Regions from separate parts of the Mus musculus genome. Here region 2 is linked to region 1. A link is a contact called in public Hi-C data. All regions are on one chromosome and are shown on one strand. Each heading gives the region's core, a stretch centred on a gene start, on an enhancer-like site or on the middle of the called end of the contact. The rest is flanking DNA. Distances are from core to core; before and after follow the strand shown. Region 1 overlaps Grk3 (G protein-coupled receptor kinase 3). Region 2 has its middle 7.4 kb from the start of Gm22740.

What was found. Hi-C and Micro-C count contacts between places; a contact is called where the count stands out from the background.
Region 2: a contact with region 1 is called in a Hi-C map of liver, with 2.0 times the contacts expected there. The contact joins two enhancer-like sites. A contact is called at or near these places in 13 of 484 Hi-C or Micro-C datasets (the MNK3 cell line, the N1E-115 cell line, bone marrow-derived macrophages and 9 more) and 5 of 115 datasets of contacts at active chromatin or transcription factors (SST interneurons, astrocytes, double positive thymocytes and 2 more).

The regions. Positions count from the first base shown.
Region 1 is chr5:112,953,225-112,960,036 of GRCm38.p6, forward strand. Grk3 (G protein-coupled receptor kinase 3) reads right to left here. Exons shown (of 21, transcript NM_177078.4): 7 at 4,091-4,142; 8 at 1,940-2,031; 9 at 602-701. Among named protein-coding and RNA genes, the nearest start is that of Grk3, 59 kb to the right of the region's middle. Within about 2 kb of position 3,332, at least 8 of the 459 cell types and tissues checked have an H3K27ac peak or open chromatin away from gene starts, as enhancers often do. A contact at or near this core is called in the N1E-115 cell line and liver, where this site is marked.
Region 2 is chr5:113,033,369-113,040,180 of GRCm38.p6, forward strand. No RefSeq gene overlaps it. Among named protein-coding and RNA genes, the nearest start is that of Gm22740, 7.4 kb to the right of the region's middle. Within about 2 kb of position 2,608, at least 86 of the 459 cell types and tissues checked have an H3K27ac peak or open chromatin away from gene starts, as enhancers often do. A contact at or near this core is called in the N1E-115 cell line and liver, where this site is marked.

The DNA of each region.
Region 1 (6,812 bases), core at 2,082-4,581:
AAGAGCTGTCTTGTTTGGTAGCTCTGTACAAACATAGAAAGGCCACTGGGTGGTGGTGGTGGTGGTGGTGGTGATGATGGTGGTGGTGGTAGTGTTGCTGCTGCTGGTGGTGGTGGTGGTGATACTGGGATCGAACCCAAGGCCTCCTGCTTGCTCCTCAAATGTTCATTCTCCAAGCCATATCTCCAGGTCTGAAGCTGAGGCTTGGATGCCTGACACCACTACCAGACGAATAAGTTGGAGTCAAAGCCCCGCCCTCTGCCTGGCTTATAGTGGACAGGGCTCCCGTTCCTCCTTTGGCTTGCTTTCCTTCATGCAGGACATTTTAAAATCGCATTGCAGTGTTCTTATCACCATAATTGTCTGCCCTATGGGCACCATGCTCTGCTAAGAAGAAAACCAGGAGAAGGGAACAGCTCCGGGAGGAGGTGCTGGTTCTGAAGGCCTCCCCTCCAGCTCAGAGAGAGGCTTCACACCCCACCCAACCAGCACAAGCCCGTCCTGTGTCACACCCAACCCTTTCTGGGTCAACCAACTTTGTGATCGAGCGGGACAGACAATAGCAACTGACAAGACATCAGAAGCCATGGGACTTACTCACCCCAGTGCTAACGAGAGACAGCATGATCCTCTCGTTCAAAGCCAGAGTCTCCCCCTGCTTCATCTTCACCCTTTTCTTGTCTAAGCACTTCATGGCATACCTGGGGGCATAAAGACGAGAGTAGAGTCTAGGCTAGGAACCCACACCAGGCTACACCAACCTCCAGGCTATTTCTACCACAGCGAGGAGAAGCAAGATGGCACTCAGAGGAAGCAAGATGGTGCCCGAGTGGCCTCCGAGGACTCTCCACTGTGGGAGAAAACAATCAAACAGTACTACAGGGACTTCTTGCACCGTGTGGATAGAGATGCATTAGATAAATGGGGCAGAAGCAAAAATAATAAATACTTAACATGCACTCTGGTGCTACCGAGCAGGGGAGAAGAATGCCTGGATCGGATTTAGCTCTTTGGACTCTTCGGCGTAAAGACCCTAACTGGATTCTTCTGTACTTACACATGGCCTATACTCTATCAGGTGACAAGAAGATTTCTCACGTCTGCTCCTGTCTAACTAAGGGGCCCAAGGGACAACTTAAAATTTGCAAGAACCCGTGATAAGATCACAAGGGGAACTGACCCGTCATTTGGCTTTTTCCATAATTCACAGACAGAGAACCGCAAGAAATGTTTTCAGTAGAACAGTGAGACGCTGAGAGAGGATTCTTAACTTGTTACAAGAGTTTTAAGGACAGAAAATTTCCTGTGACTGTCACATTTGCTTGGAACTGCCCAGCGGGTGTATGTGTGTGTGTGTGTGTGGGGGGGGGTGGTATCAGAGTCCAGAACTCAGAAATGCATGGCTGTTAACTGAAACACAGTGAGCAGAGGTAGGTGCATATCTCTGAGTCTGAGGTCAGCCTGGTCTACACAGGAAGTATCAGGCCAACCAGGGCTAGGTGTGACTCTGTCATGTGGCCTATAGAAAAACAGTCTGAGACGCAGCAAGGAGTTTAACCACAGCGTGGAGCCCTGAGAACATGGGAAACAATGTATCTCTGATGCGGGACCTAGCTGCTCCAGTCTCCATCCTCTGCCAGGATGGTTGTTTTCATAGAACCGTCCACTGAAGAGCGAGCAATCAGTATAGTCAGGCCCTGGGCACACGCTCAGCAGGATTCCTACACAAGGGAAGACACCATGGCTCAGCCCAAAGGGCAGCAGGTACCAATTCCAGGACAGGCTCCCTGCTGTGTGCACTCCATGTGTGGATCCTGTTAGCTTCCCCAGTGGCTCTAAGAAGTGAAGGGCCAGGCTTCCTGACCAAATCCAAACATCTATTTCTTTCTGTGGAACTGAGGCCCTCTTAACAGTCCCGTGAGACAAGACAGAGGCTCACATTTTACCGGTGTCTGCTTTCCTGCAGCCATAAACTTCCCCAAACCCTCCTCGGCCGATGATCCTGTGCACACTGAAGTCGTTCATGCTCAGCTGTGGAAGCACAAGACAAAACAAAGACATAAAATCACATGAAGTCGGGGTAAGGACAGAGATAGTCCAGTGTCACCTTCCACTCCCAGGACCTTAAGCTGAGAGATGAGACTGCAAGATGCTGTAACCAGGGACAACCTTCTGCCTTAGCCGCCACCCTGAGACATACCAGGTCCAACATGGAGACAGGTGAGGGGGAGAGGAAGGTGGGGGAGGGGACTGTCCCTCTACTCTGAAAACCTTAGGTTATGCAAGCTGTGGCGTCCGGGCAGCACAAGTGTAGAACTACTAGACAATATGAGAAGTGATCTCAGGCACCAGGAAGCCTACAGTTCAGGGACAGAGACTTCTTCACACTGTCCTGGTGGGAAGGCAAGAGTCCATGTGGAGGGCAGCTGTTTCAGAACAAACCCCCTGACTGGAAATGCTGAGAGGCAGGCCATGAGAATCGGGACTCCTCACAGGAACATAAAAAAAAGGGCCACAGAAAGAGACTTCATTCACACAGACATTCCCTCCACCGACAGAGCCCAGGGGTCAGGAAAGGTGTGTGTGTGTGTGTGTGTGTGTGTGTGTGTGTGTGTGTGTGTAAGCCTGTGTGTGCATATGTGTGTATCCTTGTGTGTCTGTGTATGTATGTATATGCCTCTGTGTGACTATGTATGTATGTGTGTGTGTATGTGGTACATATGTGTGACTGTATATGTATGTATATTCCTCTATATGACTGTACGTACGTATGTATGTATATGTGGTACATATGTATGACTGTGTATATATATGTATGTATGTGAGTATGTGTGTATGTCTCTGTGTGTGTGTGTGTATAAGCCTGTGTATATATGTGTGTATGATTGTGTGTCTGTGTGTATGTGAGTGGATGTGTGTGACTGTGTATATGTATATGTATGTATGTGAGTACATGTATATGACTGTGTGTACGTATGTGTGTGCATGTGTATGACTATGTGTGTGTGTGTATGTGTGCATGTGCATGTGTTACAACCCCTGTCTTTTAAATCATCCGAAACACAGGATGCAAGGGAAAGGTTTGGAAAAGCCCTTTTCCCACAACTCTGGATGCTAGGGGAAGGTTTGGAAAGCCCTTTCCCCACAACTCTGCTTTAAGTGCAAATCTTTCTTTAAAAACGAAAACACAACTGATTCTTTTATCTGATCCAAACTGTGTATCTCCAGAAGATCCATGGGAGGGGAGGGGAGGGTGCAGACAGAACTGTGCACCCAAACGCGACCCGCGGAGCGGTCCTTTCCTAGAGTGACTGACATTTCAGCTTAGAGGATGGCGAGATACCTAGGAACCACCCAGTGGGGCGGCCTGTGGTCAAGGGTCACTCTGCTCCATATCCCTGGGTTTGTTGTTGTTCTCTCTCTCTCTGTCTCTCTCTCTCTCTCTGTGTGTCTCTCTCTTTCTCTCTGTGTCTCTGTCTCTCTGTGTGTTTCTCTGTGTCTCTCTCTGTCTCTCTGTCTCTCTCTCTGTGGTGTGTGTGTGTGTGTGAATGAGAGACTGACTTCTGCACTGGCTAGCCCAGTGTTCTCTCATTGATCTGAATACCCAACCCCCCACTTCCACCTTATTCCAAAGTAAGAAAAACAAAACCAAACAACCCTGCAACCTTATTCTAGACAACTTTCCTGCTCATTTTATTATACCCTGCAGTAAGACAGGTGAAAGGAACTCCACAGTATGATTTGGCAAGAGCCCAGGCTGCGCAGTCGTGATAGTGAAAGGAAGGCTTACATCGCCGGTGTTATTTTTGGTAAAGGGTCAATCAATTGCAACCTAAAATAGACTTTCTTACGCACATAAGCTCATTCTCACACAAACACGAGGAAAGAAAGTTAAGGTCGCAACTGCTTATCACTGAGCATGGGAGCCCGGCCTTTTAGTCCACGGACTTATAAGAAGCACATCTGTGCGGTGCCGCATACCCTTGGGGAGAACGTTCCAGAACAAAGCACTTTCTCACGACATTAGGGCAGAGGAAGTCTTTATTTAAAAGTGTGGGTGGGGGGTGGTGCAGAAAAGTATGGTACTCACGTGAATATTCAACTCCACGTTCTTCCACTGACAGAATCTAGTGAATTTATCGCTAAAAGAGAATATAAGCAATTACTGGAGAGTTCCGTGAGCACCTAACTGGAGTCCTAGAGGAGCCCATGGGATGGGATCCAACTCCTGTGCCGCCTCTCACACAAGGAAAACATTCTCACACACCACGACTGGCACGCCTCCAACGCAACCCCTGTACCTGTGACTCAGGAAGATCTTGGAAGTGGGAGCAGAAAGATTATAAGACCAGAGGATCAACATACGACAGGGACACTACACCTGTGAACTCTTAGCAATGAGGTTGCCGGAACAAGACCAGCACAGCGATAATACCAGGTGACCTACCAACGGGGAAAAGAGACATTTCACATGGTCCCACCCCTAAATGAAAACCAGTCCACTAAAGGATAAGCACCCACATAGATTTAATCCCTGCATATATGTACACGTGAGAGTAAGTATATGAACATGTGCACTTATACATATAAATTCACAACTATATACACATAGCAATAGCCATTTTAGGCAAGACCATGAACTTGGGAAGAAACAAACATGGGAGTAGCTAGAGGGGGAGGAGTAGCTGGAGGAAGGAGGAGTAGCTGGGGGAGGAGTAGCTGGAGGGAGGAGCTGAAGGGAGGAAGAGATGAAGGAGGAGGAGCTGGAGGGAGGAGGGCAGGTATGATGAGATACAATTAACAAAATAAAATATTTTTCTGTTTAAATGAAAGACTCCATGGCTCTCCTCAACTGTCATCTGCCTCATGTATAATTTGACTTAATGGGGGTATTGATGCAAACCAGTTGCCACTGAGATCCGTGAGAATCACTACCTCCCAGAGCTGGCTTCTTCTTTGCAAGAAGGACATTTCAATTTGTAGCTACAGATGACTCATGACCACTCTTTTAGACCTTCTGTTCTAAACAGCCAAAAAATAAAAAATAAAAATAATGATAATAAAAAAACAAGCAATGTACACAAATAATCCTAAGAGGGGCAAACACAGCCTGTGGTCAGCTGCATGTCCAACCCACAAGGCTCATTGACTCCTTTCAACAGCTCCATGAACCGGGGCATCCTGACCCCACTTTACGACTGCCAAGACCAAGGCCAGCAAATGGAAACAGACAAAGGTCATGTGTGGGTGGTGAGCAGATGGACCCAGACCAACAAGCTCCTGAACTCCTCTGGGACACATGGAATACAGCAGAGAGCCCCTCCCCCTCCCTCAGCCTTCCCCGTGGCTTGCTGATCACCGTCTTCATTCATGAATGTTTGAAAATAACGCATGCTTGCTGAGTGTGGAGTTTGGGTTTGGAAAGTAGGGGCCTGGAACATCACCAGAGCTGTGCAGGCAGGTGGGTGGGGCATAGGCAGGTGGGTGGGGCACTAAGGGGCTTGAGGGCTTTCCTGTGAGCCCTGCCATCTCTCTGGAAGCAGGAGAAACCTCAACAGTGTGGCTGTGGCTCCCTGATGCTTCTGGGGGACACAGAAGCTGGGAGCAGGGAGGCTTGGGAGCCCAGCTGACACAATGGCCCTCTTGTCCTGAGCCTCAGAGTCAGTGCTGGGGTGACAGCAGGTGAGCCTGAGCCCCTCCCACATCCAAGGTTTACCCTCTGACTTCCTGAGGGCCTTGGGCTCTGGCTGCCAAAGGCCCCTGGTCCCAAGAGGTTTGCATTCTGTGCCCAGATGACCCTGGAGCAGAAACTCTGCCACACAGCCAGGGGACATCTGTGCCCCCTGAGGAGGAGTCTGCCACAGCAAGTTCATGCTTAGGTGGCAAACAGTGCGGGCTATTCTGCCCCCTGAGCTGACCAGAACACGAAGGTTGGTTGTAAATGTGTCAGACCCTGTCGAGTCCAGACTCTGAAAAGAGGAGAGTCCCAAAGGTTTATGCTTCCACATGAACCAGTGCATTCCTGGAATGTGAGCCTCGTAGAGATGTTGAAGGGCCAGAGGGAGACCCTCTAAAGCCCATTTTTAGGTTCAAGGGGAAAGTTGCTATGTGCTCGAAAAGACCAACTCGGATTTGGGTCCCTGGCATCGGAAACCCTTTATTTGGGGTCTGCTTAGTGATCCCTGGGGTTTGTGTGTGTGTGTGTGTGTGTGTGTGTGTGCATGTGTGTGCACATGTGTGCATAGCAGTTAGCAACATAAGCTTTCTCCTAGGATGCTGACCCCTGTGACTTTATAAGATTTCCTGCCCCCTCCCTTCTGTGCCCCACCTAGACACAGAATGCAAACCTCTTGGGACCGGGCCTTTGGCAGCCAGAGCCCAAGGCCCTCAGGAGGTCCCTTGGATGTGGGAGGGGCTCAGGCTCCCCATTTAAAGAACCTTGAATTCTGTGTTTTTATAAGGAGTCAGTCAGGAACTAGGAGAGATGCAACTTCTGGTCCTCCTCACTCCTCCTCCCCTCCCTTCCTCTGCCCCTCCCTCCTTTCCCTCCTCCACTTCTTCCTTCCTTGCTTCCCCTTTCTCTCTCCTTTCTCTGGCTGTAAGGATTGAATCCAGAGCCCTGTACTGGTCAGCGAGGCATTCTACCACCACGCTGCACTACCCCAGCCCACATTCTGCATTTCTCCTGGACCTCTGTAATAAGAACACCACACCAACATCCTGCTCATTAATGACTAAGCAAACATAGTAATGTTAAGAAGGAAGGTAGACATGTGTCCACTGAGTCCATTTGTCTTTTGGGTTATTTAGAA
Region 2 (6,812 bases), core at 1,358-3,857, 79 kb after region 1:
CTGTGTGTAAGGGGAGGTTCTGATGTTAAAGTCCTATTCCCTAATTGGTTGTAGGTTTGTCAATAAAAAAAAGGCCAGGAGCCAATTGCTGGGCCGAGGTATAGGTGGGACTTCCAGGTCCCATTGGGGGAAAAGGAGCCTCAGAGAAGGAGAGGAAGAGCTTTTCTGCCATGCTTTGGAGGAAGAACACAGCATGTACAGTCTCAGGGAGAGCTTGGGCCTGCGGCCTCCACTACATACGTGTGGGTGGCCATGGATGTTTGGCAGGGGCTAGGTGGGACTAGCCACTAAGTTTAGGGCAGGTGGTGAGATAGAGGAAATAGATTGGTAAGGGCAGACTTTCCCAGGTGGGGGATATCTGTACCTAGCAATTGTGCCTAGAAGCCAAGTTATAAAGTGACAAGTTGTGTGTGTGTGTGTCTTTTATCCATGAATTCACAGGTCTTGGGAGTGGGCTGGTGGAGTGGTCACCTCCTGGAGCTAAAGGTGGGAATGAAGGAAAGCTGAGAGGGACTAGCAGCACAGCCATTCTTGGCGGGGGGGGGGGGGGGGGGAGGGGGGGCAGGCGCGAAGGAGGCAGTAATGTTTTGAAACTACATGCAACATTTCTGTATATGTGTGTGTGTGTGTGTGTGTGTGTATACAACACTGCATTTCATACATGTTTTCATATAATTATCTAATGCATTTTGACCCCACCCCCCCACACACTCCTTGGTCCTCGCTCTTCTCAAAGGCTAAGGCTTTCCTCTTTACATCCCTGTCTCATGTCTCACACACACACACACGTACATGCACACGCGCGTGCACACACACACACACACACACACACACACACACACGAGTTTATGTGTCTGTATAAAATGTGGAATTCACAAATGAAGGGGAAAAAAACCAATATCTGTCTTTCTGAGTTTGATTTAAATTGCTAAATATGATCATCTCCAGCTGCCTTGCTTTCTGCAAACGACACCATTTCACTTTTATTATGTGCATTGCCATATTTTCTTTATCTGGCCTCTGTTGATGACATGCAGGCTGATTCCACAACTCAGCTACTGCCACCAGTACTATAATAAACATCAATGGAATCCTGTTGCTGGATAAAATGCCCTGGGGGGAGGGGAGATGCACCTTAGGGGAGAAGGGAGCTCATTTTCAGGTTACAGTTCCAGCTTGTAGTCTGTCATAGTAGGGTTATCACAATGATCGTAGCACCAAACAGCTGGACACATCACATCTGTGGTCAAGAGGAGAGGAGAGAGAATTCTTGCACGCTCCCTTTCTTGTACCAGGTTCCATTCCTCCTCTGGTAGGCAATCCAGGTTCCCCTGCCTAAGGAATGGTGCTGCCCATAGTGGGTGGGGTCTTCCTACATCGGTGAAGACACTCCCCGTGGACATGCCAACAGGCTACCCAGTGTAGACTTCTCCCATATGATTTTAAGTAGAATCAAGTTGCTACAGAACATCCTTAAGCCAAATCTAAAGTCCAAAATGTCCTGAACTTGGAAGCTGCCCATCACCAATTCATAGGTATCTCAGGGCTAATAATTTGGAGTCCTTTGAGCAAGTACACAGGAGTGGTATAGCTGGGTCTCGGAGTAGTTCTGTTCTCAGCCTTTTGAGAAACCTTTGTACTGGTTTGCATGGTGTCTGCAGTCAGTCATTCACATTTGTCAGCAGAATCTATGGGTTTCCTTCTCTCTGTTTCCTCTCCAACATTTGCTCTCTTTTGTTTTTCTGATGACAGCCAGTCTGGCTGGGGCTAGAAGGAATCTCAATGTGTTCTTAATTTGCATTTCCCTGATGGCTAGTGGTGTTGAACATTTTCATGCAATTGCTGGCAGTTCCGAGTGGATCAAAGACCTCAGCTTCAGACCTAGAACTCTAAAACTGTCAGAGAGGGGGGGAAAAAACCACAGAAACCACTTCAAGATATACAGACGCAGCCAGGGTCTTTCTGCAAAAGACTCAGACAGGAAAGAGACAAGAGCCAATGAGTGGGCATTGTAAGACTACAAAGTTTCCATCCAGCAAAGAAACAGCTGAGTGAGAGGCAGCCCACAAGACAGGCGGAGAAAAACAACGTTGCCACCTACAACCTAGAATATACAAATAAATCAGAAGGGTAACTGCCAAGAAATCAAACTACTCGCCTGGCAAACTGGATACTGAAATGGACAGATGGGCCTGAGGAGCTGAGGGGCACCGGGGTGCTGATCCATCCCGTGGTCTGGTGTGGAAATGACCCTGTGTGGCATCACACGTGTGCCAGAAAAGCTTCCAAGTTCAGAACATTTTGGACTTTAGATTTGGCTTAAGGATGTTCTGTGGCTCACATGCCACCATAGACAGACAGTCCCTAAGAGAGGTGTCATGGCTACAAACAGCAAGCACTGCCCTCTCCTCCCCACCCCCATCCTCCTGCTCCACACTGGCTCTCCCTATCTCTGTCCCCTGGGCAAGCAGCCACCCAGAAGCCTCTTTACCTTGCTTGAGTCCTCACTTCCTGGATAAATACAGCTGATGTCTGACACTCCTTCAGCACTTAAATGCCGTCAGCATACAGTATTACCCAATAAATAAATATTTGCGAGTGTAAAATAAATCTTCTGGGGCCTTGTGCTACCCACTCTTCCTGGATACTTTACTTTCATTTTCAGTGGGCTGTGAGGTAGATGCTAGTTTTCATTTGTACTTTACAGATCAGGACTCAGGCTCAGAGACAGAAGGAAAGAAACTTGCCCAAGGTCCCTCTGCTGGGACAGGAGCACAGACATGCCTGATCTATGCTCAGGTCACGGTCACGGTGTTGTGCTTGGATTACTCCTGGTACCCTCCCCATCACCACTCATTCAGAGATTTTATTTCTGTTTCCAGTTATGTGCAGTATACGTGGACTTGTGCGCATATGTGAAGTAAACTCAGAAGCCAGAAGAGGGCTTGGGAGCCCCTAGAGCCAGAGTTGCAGGTGACTGTGAGCCGGCTCGATGTGGGTGCTGGGGACTGAGCTCAGGTCCTCTGGAAGAGCAGCGAGTGCTCTTAGCTGCACCCCAGCATTGGCCTGGCACATACAAAACCACAGCTTGCATACCCAGAATTGGATCTGCTTTTCTGAAGAAAGGTTGCACACAGCTTCTAGCAAATTTTCAAGAGACCATGGACCACCCAAAAAGCACGAAGAGCCACACACCGACTTATAAAGAAAAAATCCAAGTATGTCTGTTCACGGGTGTGAGTGTGGGCGTGTCACAGCATGTGTGTAAGGTCAGAGGATGACTGGGGGGGCGGGCCTCTTCTTCCACTTTAAGGGGTCAGGCCTCTCCTTCCACTATGGTTCAAACAGGATCCCTGCCAGGCTAACTGGCTCTCCTCCCTCCCCTCCCATCTCCACATAGGAGCACTGGGATTACCACCTCCTGCCACATGGGTTCTGGAAACTTTAACTCCTCATGTTTTAGGACCAGGGCTTTACCCAATGAGCTAACCCTTTGCTGCTGCCACGTGATGGCTTTAATGTCCTCCATGTTCAGGATCCACAACTTGAGCTGAAAGGGTTTTCCCCTCCCCCCTCCCATCCCCTCCCTCTCCCCTGCCTCTTCCCCTCCTCCTCCTCCCTCCCCCTCCCCCTTCTCTCCCTTCCTCCCCCTCAGGAGGCAAATGTTAACTTCAAATTTAAAATTTAGAATCCAAATTGAATAGCCACAGGTGCTCTGAAAATAAGCCCCAGGGATGGATGGCCTTAGCATCTGCCCTCAAAAAAATTCAAGATAGATACGGGAAAAAAAATCAGAAATGAGCATGAGTGACTTTGATTGCTTTCTCCTTCTGTGTCTTAGAGGAAAGCCTTGGACTTGCTTTGTAACCTGGTGATCTTGAACCTTGACCCCTGTGCCTCAGCTTCTCAGTGTTTTCCTGTACCAGCTATATTATAATAAATATATAATAAAAATATCTCTTACCTTCTAAGAGGATAGAACTTTTGCAGAACCCCACATTCGAGTTAATATTTGAGGTCGCTTAAGACTTAAGACTTCTATCCTACTGTGGGCTCAGCCTTTTTGTTTAAACTTCCTTTAAGGGAACAATATAGCAACCAACCTTACTCGCCTAGGATTTCCCATGTAATCCGTTTTTTACAACCCAAGCCAACACAAAGCTGTGTTCTTAAGTTATATGCTCTTTCATGCCCTGAAGCAGAGTAATGCGCTCAAGTTCTAATAAGCATTTGCTGAAAGCAGCAGAAATAGAGGTGAGATGAATGTCCACTATAAATGTTGAACAGAATGCTTGGATATCAGTCAATGTCTTAGGGTTTTATTGCTGTGAAGAGACACCACGACCAAGGCAACTCTTATAAAGGCAAGCATTTAATAGGGGCTGGCTTACAGTTTCAGAGGTTTAGTCCATTATCATCATGGCAGGAAGCATGGCAGCGGGAAACATGCAGGCATACATGGTGCTGGAAGAGCTGAGAGCTCTGCATCTTGATCCGAAGGCAGCCAAAAGGAGACTGTCATTCCACACTGGGCATAGCCTGAGCTTTTATATGAGACCTCAAAGCCGGCCTCCACAGTGACATACTTTCTTCAACAAGGCCACACCTCCTTATACTGCCACACCCTATGGGCCAAGCGTTCAAACACATGAATCTATGGGGCCCATACCTACTCAAACCACCACAGTTAACAGACAATGATACTTGCTATGTGGGTCAGTTGAGATCCGTTGGACCCAGTGACTCAATCCCTTGTAAAACTTTGCTAAAGATTTCAGTGAAATATCCCATTCCTCCTCCCCTCCCCCACGAGATGATTCTGTGCTGTCCAGTAAAGACAGAGGGAAGCCCTTTGTGAGGGACAGACATACAGACAGATTCACACACAGAGAGACCCGGGGACAGGTACAGATTCACAAGACGGCCATATATTCAACAGACAGATATGACAGAAGGCACAGAGAGAGTTAGGTATATTCCAGTCTGGGCTCCATCTATTTAATGACTCCAAAGCTAAGTGCTTTGATTTTTTTTTCCCCTTCAAAGTGACAGCAACACATCATTGGTGACTTGAGTTTATTGTAAGTACTTTGAAGCCAACTTAATTTTTCTCCAACAGCAAGGGTTCAGGTGCCCAACATTATGCCCCACTTATGCAGTACTAGGGGTCACACTACCTAACAGCCCCCACAGTCCCCGAGGGTCTTCTGCCTCCCTTTGTTGGCCCTAGAGCCCCTGAGGGCAACCCCATCTGGAGTGCCACACTTCCCCACTGTCTGTGGCACACATGGAGGGAGCAGCAATGCTTCGCTCCCTGAGGCTCTCCAGGTTCCCCCACCCCCACAAATCTCAGTGAAGTCTGTAAATGTCTCCTCGATCAGAGATGGGAAGTGTGTACCACATCCCATTGGCCAGACCTTGGTCATGTGATCACCATGGAAAGTAGGTAGAGTCAAGTCTAGTGGCATCCCCGGAGGACTGAGGAGGGCAATTTACATGAGAAAAATCTGGATCTTAGTGGAGTTGCCAGCATCGACACACACCATCATTCCCAAAGGTCGCTTGCTTGGCTGTGTGTTGTAGGCAGAGTCTATTTGGAGACTGAAAATAGGAAAGTTTGCAGAATCGGGAGCATAGAAGGAGTCAGAAGGCAAATCCTAGACAGTGACATTTACAAGGGATAAGTTTAAGCTTGTGTTTAGGCCTTTTAAATGGCACAAAGTGTAGAAGGATTTGTGAAGAGCTCACAGAAATAAAATTAACACATTCTTGTTGAAAAAAAAAACTGAACGTGAGTCAGAAAAGAATCTCCTAACTCATTCAGGCCATACTAAGAGGCAGGGGGCCTGGAAGAAGGAGGCAGCACTGTCAAAACTGGACCCTGGGCTTGGCTTTATCTTCCCTCCTGTTTCAAAGGAGTGTGTCCAGGCAAGAAACCAGAGGCGAGGACAGCCCATGAGGCATGGCTGAAGGATCTGACATGTTTTCCTTGGAGCCTGTGAAGCAGAAGATAAACTGGCCATCAGAACCACAGAGAGCCGCCACTTGTAAGAGGAGAGGGAGTTGGGAGAGTGGAGAGATTATTCAGCAGATAGGAGCACTGGCTGCTCTTTTAGAAGGACCAGGGTTCGATTCCCAGTGCCCAGTCACAGCCATCTGTAACTCTGGTTCCAGAGACTCTGACACCCTCTTCTGGCCTCTGAGGGGGGCTGCACACATGTGGCGCACAGACACACAGGCAGGCAAAACACTCACACAATGAAAAATAAATAACAGTTTTTTAAAAATTTGTGAGGTCAGTGCACTTAGGGGTCCAGTTGTCAGCTACGTTAGTGAAGCTCCCACACTTGGCTGAGCAGATGGCTCCCAGGGGAGAGTCGGGGTGGCCTGACCACTTCTAAGAACAACGCGGATGGACCCACATTCCAGAAAGACGCTTATAGACATTCATCCTTCCAAAAAGTACATCTTTCTTGATGGAGTTTGTATTGCTGTGATGAGACACCATGACCAAAAGCAACTTAGGGAAGAAAGGCTTTATTTCATTCACAGCTCCGTCTCCGTGTTCATCACCAAAGGAAGTCAGAACAGGAACTCAAATAACACAGGAACATGGAGGCAGGAGCTGATGCAGAGGCCATGGAGGGGTGCTGCTTACTGGCTTGCTTCCCTGTCTTGTTCAGCCTGCTTTCTTATAGAACTCAGGACCACCAGCCCAGGGATGGCTCCATCCATAATAGACCCACCCTCCCACAACAATTGCTAATTAAGAAAATGCCCTACAGTTGTATCTTGAGGCATCTTCTCTCTCT